Linked DNA regions of Mus musculus: region 1 is linked to region 2. A link is a contact called in public promoter capture Hi-C data. All regions are on one chromosome and are shown on one strand. The core of a region is the stretch at or near the end of the contact, and the rest is flanking DNA. Distances in the headings are between cores, read along the strand shown.

The links. Promoter capture Hi-C pulls out the DNA fragments that hold promoters and counts their contacts.
Region 1: a promoter capture Hi-C map of hippocampal neurons shows a contact between it and region 2, with 3 times the contacts expected there. The contact joins the promoter of Mt3 here to the enhancer-like site in region 2. A contact is called at or near these places in 6 of 39 promoter capture datasets (the 3T3-L1 cell line, cranial neural crest, embryonic stem cells and 3 more) and 1 of 115 datasets of contacts at active chromatin or transcription factors (embryonic stem cells).

Annotation. Positions count from the first base shown.
Region 1 is chr8:94,151,079-94,154,211 of GRCm38.p6, reverse strand. Mt3 (metallothionein 3) reads right to left here and starts at 1,605. Exons shown (of 3, transcript NM_013603.2): 1 at 1,382-1,605; 2 at 1,122-1,187; 3 at 64-311. The coding sequence starts at 1,412. The coding sequence ends at 202.
Region 2 is chr8:93,597,611-93,600,471 of GRCm38.p6, reverse strand. The region is part of intron 8 of Gm26843 (a long non-coding RNA gene); the gene reads left to right. Among named protein-coding and RNA genes, the nearest start is that of Ces5a, 63 kb to the right of the region's middle. Within about 2 kb of position 1,446, at least 49 of the 459 cell types and tissues checked have an H3K27ac peak or open chromatin away from gene starts, as enhancers often do. A contact at or near this core is called in hippocampal neurons, where this site is marked.

The DNA.
Region 1 (3,133 bases), core at 356-2,855, 550 kb before region 2:
GGCTTGAGTGGCCTCCCCCACCCTTCCACATCCTTCGCACTTGAAAAAGAGACCAGTCTTGGGTTCATGTTGTGCATGGGATTTATTCACACCCCGGAGCAGGCAGCCGGCGGGGGGGGGGGGGGGGGGGAAGACAACAGTTGTGCCCCACCAGGGACACCCAGCACTATTTACATAGGCTGTGTGGGAGGGTCTGGGTCCTCACTGGCAGCAGCTGCATTTCTCGGCCTCTGCCTTGGCCCCCTCTTCACCTTTGCACACACAGTCCTTGGCACACTTCTCACATCCGGCAGGGCAGCAGGAGCAGCAGCCTGTAGATAAAATGTGTGTGTGTGTGCGCGGGCGCACATATGTGCCCAGTCTGATGTCGGCATCTGTCTCCATCAAAGGGCAGAGGAAAGCAGTATGGGAGGCTGGACAGTCATCAGGCTTTGCCCAGGACAGGTGGCTCTCCCTTCATACTGCCACATCAGGTCTGACTCAGCATCCATGGTACTGCAGTGACTGCCGGGCCTCTGTAGAGAGTCACCCTATAACTAGCACACAGCTCTTTGGGTGGGTGCTAGGGAATTCCCTGGGAATGCTGGGCTCAGGCCTGGGCCAGAGGGAGAGTTAGGTCTGGTGGAAAAGGCAAGCCAATGTAAAAGGTACTGAGACGGAATTGCAGCAGGGAAGGGGCAGGGATAATGTCGAGGCCAGCACATCCGTGAGATCTATGCATAGCCACACTCGAGAAGAAGAAAGCGCTGGTCCTACCTCTACACCTCACCCCAAGCATATTACATCGCTGAAATCTGGAAAGAGCAGATTGAGGAGACCCCACAAAGCCTAAGAAGGGCCAAGGCACTACAACTTTAAAGCTGACCCCCCCATTCTTCCTTGGGGATCCTCGGGCTCTGGAAAAATCGAAGAGTGGGGCTCAGCTTTCAAAGCGGCTATCTTAATAGCTTCCGGAAATTCATCAAAATATCCCCCTTACATTGGGTTAATTAACATTGGTTGTAATAGCCTCGGTATCTGAAGGTCTGCAGCAGGAAGCTTTGCTTCATAGTGTCTGGTGGGGGTGGGGTGGGCGCGGCGGGAGGTTATGGCAGGGGTTGGGGGTGGGGGGGTGCACTCACTCTTCTTGCAGTTCGTGCATTTGCAGCCCTTGCACTTGCATTTGTCCGAGCAGGTGCAGGAACCACCTAAGAGAGCACACGAAGAATTATACTAGGGAAACCTGGCGTCCCCATGCCTAAATGAAGATTATCATCATCACAGGGTTAAAGATGGGGGTAGGGGGAAGGGACTCCTCCCCCAAATGTCCTTGAGTGAAGACAGAGGAGTGGGTTCTTTGCCAGGAAAGGGCAAAGTGCTGCAGGAGGGGGAAGGGGCTCACCAGTAGGACAGGGGCAGGTCTCAGGGTCCATATCCAGTCCAGCAGCCGCCGTAGCTTGGTTCCTCCCGGCAAGCGGATGCGCTACGTAGCCAGGGCAGCAGGTGGCAAGGCTTTTATAGCCCCAGGCGGGGGCGCGCAAGCAGCGACTTGGCGCCCGCCCCTATGCACGCACAGCGCCTGCTCTCCGTGTGTGTGCACTGCTGTCCCGAGTCTCCACTGAGTGTAGGACCAAAGTAGCCTGTCCGCTGTCCACTCCTTGCCACTGCAGCCGTCTCCCTGAAGGTGCCTGCGCAGTACCATCTTTGCAAGTTGAGAGAGACAAATTAGTATTGCCCCTTCCCGTAGGTTCTTCTCCCTCTTCTCCCAGATTGTCTTGATCAGTTTGGTCCAAACGGGATGCTGAGCAGTGAGCCTGCTGCTGATCATCTCAGCAGCAGCAGCAGCAGCAGCAGCAGCAGCAGCAAAGATGCTCCCAAGATGCTTGAAGAAGGCTAGAAAGGGGAGACCTGACAGATCCTACCTGACACCTGCAGTTTGGTGGGAAGACTCGTGGCCTTTTCTGTCCCAATATTTCCTATAAAGCCCTTCTACAGGACCCTGAGCACCTCCTTAGCCCAGATAAATTTTACAGAGACACCCACTAGGGACCACCATTCTCTGTTTGGAGGTAGTTCGAGGTTGCTTCTCTTTGTTATTGAGACAGAGTCTTAGGTAGTCCAGTCTAGTCTTTTTTTTTATGTAACCAAGGAATTATACAAATTGTTTTGCAGCCAAGGAAGACCTAAACTCTTAATCCCTTCTGTATCCACCTGCCAGCTGCTGGGATCAAAGGTGCACACCACCGATGCTAGCTTTATTTTTTATTTATTTTGTTTAACTTATTTTTGAGATGGGAGTATCTCAAACTCTTAATCCTCTTGTAGCCCAAGCTGGCTGCTTTGAACTCAGGGTTCTCCTGTCTCAATCTCTTGAGTGCTGGGATAATGAATGTGCAACACCATACTTGGCCTCAGGGTTAGGCTGTCAGGGGTGGGATGGGGTGGGATGCCCTGGGACGAGGTGGGATGCAGTGGTGAGATACCCAGCCCTACTCTAATCGTCCATCAGACAGAACTGAGCTTCTATTCCAAATCTGAGCTGAACAAGTGGACTTCAAAATGGCTTGGCCAAGGAGGGGTGTGTTGGGGTATGTGACGGTGCACATGCAGGTACAGACCAGAGGACGACATTGGTGTCCTCTATCACCCTTTGCCTCACTGCCTCGAGATGGAGTCTCTGGCTGAACTGGATGCTTGCTGGTCAGCAAGGGTGGCAGGCTGGGGGTTCCCTGTCTTGCTCCCCCTCTCCCGGTGCTGCGGTACTAAGCATGTGCAGTTGTGCCTGACTTTCATGTGGATGCTGAACATCAGAACTCAGCTCCTCATGCTTGCATAGCAAGTGTACGTACCAACCGGGTTCTTTCCCCAGCCACCCAGGGTTTTCCTTTGTAGACCCAATACCCGTGATCCTTGAGGTTAAGTTTCAGTGGAGTTAAAAAACAAGGAAGAAAAGAAGAAAGGAGGAGAGGATGAGAAGGACCAGGAGAGGAGATGGAGTCTCCCTCCTGTGCCATTGAGCTTGAAGCTGGGGCTCATTCTAATGGTGGTGCCGAGTCATTCTAACAGTGCTGAGTCATTCAGATCTCAGGCCCCAGCGACTCTAGCTCTGGCTTTGAGTTTGTTTCCATTCGCCCTGCATGTGCTCCGGCCTCAC
Region 2 (2,861 bases), core at 197-2,696:
TCCATTAACCTCTGTTTCCCTTATAGGCAGTGTTGATAGCCAGCAAGCCAGCCACATGACTGTTCTCAGAACTAAGGATACCCCAGCAATGGCTGTGTGATCCTTGGAGAGTCAGAAGGGCAGGGCCAGCTTACAGCTTTGGATTTACTCAGTAATTCAAGCTTCCGTCTCCAAGTGATGAAGACAATGAGCGTAAATAATACTATAATTGGACTAGGTGTGAAGAGACTTAAATGCTCCTTCCAGGTTCTCTGATCTGTTTAAATGTGTGATTGAAAAGTCAGCATTTCCCATCATGTGAAGGGGCGTGAATGTGTTCGGAAGGCTTCATACATGATGCAAGGGCAGCAGCCTGAGAAATCCTAGAGTCTGGCTGCTGCTGCTGAGGTCTTTCAGCTCTGATTCGGAGGTCCCCAGGGGCAATGATTCAGTCCCTCCTCCCCATGCTGGAGCCACTTGTTGACAGTAAGCTCAAGAGAAGTCACTGTTTGTAAGCTCAGCATCAGTGTCCCCCGAGAGTGCGGCCAGCTGGCAGCAGTGCAGAAAGAAGTAAACACATTTGACTTTTCTCTATTGACAATGCCGCATATGTGATGCTCAAGAAGACCGGATGTCTGTGTCAAGGCAGCAGGCTCACTGAGGCTTCGCATCAAGCCCAAGGGCAAGCCCAGTTCTTGCTAGGTTTACTGTGTATGTTGGTCCAAAGGTAGGTAGCCAGACGCAGCTATTGCCCGGAACCCAGTTCAATCCCTGGAACAGAAAAAAAAAAAAAAAAAAAAAAAAAAAAAAAAAAAAAAAAGAAAGAAAGAAACATCTTTAGAGACTGTCTCTTCAGATCAGCCCTCCAGAATGGCCACCTCGATGCTGGAAGAATCCAGAGCTAGCATAATGAGCAGAGATTAGCAGATTGGAAGCAGGTTTCCGGGCTGAGCTCCGAGCCTGCCCCTGACATGGAGAGATCTTGCCGGCAGTGCCTCTTCTCCACCACATAGCACGTGGCAACTTAGCGGCAATGAAATTCATTGTGCGCAATGGAGTGTCAGTTGCTTACTGCTAATGGATGATTTCAAATGGGGAGAAAGATTTATTCAGTAAGTCAAGCATACGTTTCCAAGAGAAGATAACTGGGAGTAAAAACAATTACATGGTTAAACGGGAAATTTTAAACACATCTCCCAAATTCTCCATCAGTCTGTGTAATTTGAAAGGCTGTGGGGATTTGGTTCAGCAAATTATTAATCGAGATTCTTTTCTTTTCCCTGTCTGGTAGCCATTTCAACATGCTAGTGATGGGTGTGGAAGAAACAAGGGGCAGGAGTTTGGCAGCCTCTTGCAGTCCCGAGGCTTGGATTTCTTGGGATTTAGTAGGCTGTCCTTGTGGTGGTCAGAGAGGGCTCAGGAATACTTTGCTGACATCAGGCAAGAATCCAGAGCCCTGCTCAGAGCGCCTTCAGAGGACATCTGGCCAGCTTCATTGTGACAGTGAGGTCCAGATTAGGAAAGGATCACACGAGGGTCGATTGCGGGGCTCTTTGCCAGGCCTCGCCACTGTTGTTTCTACGGAGTGGGAATACTAACACTGGCCTCAGTGAGATGTGCCAGGGAAGAACGGGAATAGGAAGGAGATACATTTAGTCCCTGGAAAGGTGGGGAAGGATTTGCCACGTACTTATTTACATTCATTCTGTGAGGATCCCACGTCTTTTACCACCTTACCAGCTGTGCCTACAGCGAGGTGAGGCTCCTGGTTCCCTGTCCCCCCTGCGTTGAGCACAGGCATAGGCAGACACAGCCCCTGACATTTTCCTTGATGGTGACAGCTGGTGAGACTTTTGACTAAAGGCATAAAGAGCAAGCAGCAAAGAACAGTTACTGTGTTAAAAGCAGTTTAAAAAATGTGCTGCACCATCTGTTTGGCCACAGAGGTTTTGTGGGGCATGCGTGGGGTTGGGGGGGGAGCCTCATCTCCCACTTCTGGGTGTCACCTTGGTCAGGGCCAGCAAGGAGAAACTTTTCCAAGACTGCAACCTTTGTCTTTTACTTACCTCAGCCTCTCTTTCTGCTCCCCATGCAAAGCCTCATCTTGGTTTTTTGAAAAGACATTTTCTCAACTTCTTCAACTGCTGATGAAGTACCAGATCTGTAGATCGTAGTGGATTGGCTCAAAGGTGGGCTTTTGCTTTCAGCATTGATTATGTAAGCTGGCACACTGTAAGAGAAATAGGACTTAGGATAGTATCTTAGCTGAGGACGGAGCTCCGTGGTAGAGCACTTTGTGTACAAAGCTCTGGGTTCAAATCCTAGGCTTCACTCTGTGTTTTCTTTCACATCTTAAAGTAGTCCACCTTTTTTTCCTGCTGACATTTCTTATTAAACTCACATCTGGTATATTTTTCAGTTTTGTTTTATTTTGTTGTTGTTGTTGTTAAAAAATTATAACAATACGTGTTCTAATTAGTTATCTCCGTGTTACACGGAAACTATTAATGTTGTTTGCTAATTTCACACACACTTCTTTTGATGAATTCATGTTTAATTACATGAATATCTTGGCGCTTGTATGTTTTTGATGTAGGTCATTATACTGATTGCAAATATCAACAGCTTTGTCTCTTTCTGTTGAGTGTTGAATTTCTTATTTCCTTCTCTTGTCTGTCACTGAGCAAGCTTTGAGTACAACATTAATAAGTAGCAGTGCTTCTGAGCATCTGCTCTGATCCTGTCTCCAGCTATCACCTGTGCTGTGAGTCCAGGGCAAACAAGCGTCGTTTGTTGTTTCAATAAAAAAAAAAGTATTAAAAGTTTATCAAATTTCAGCGTGTTAAAATCATTCGCTGAGATGATTTTAGTCTATTGAGTCA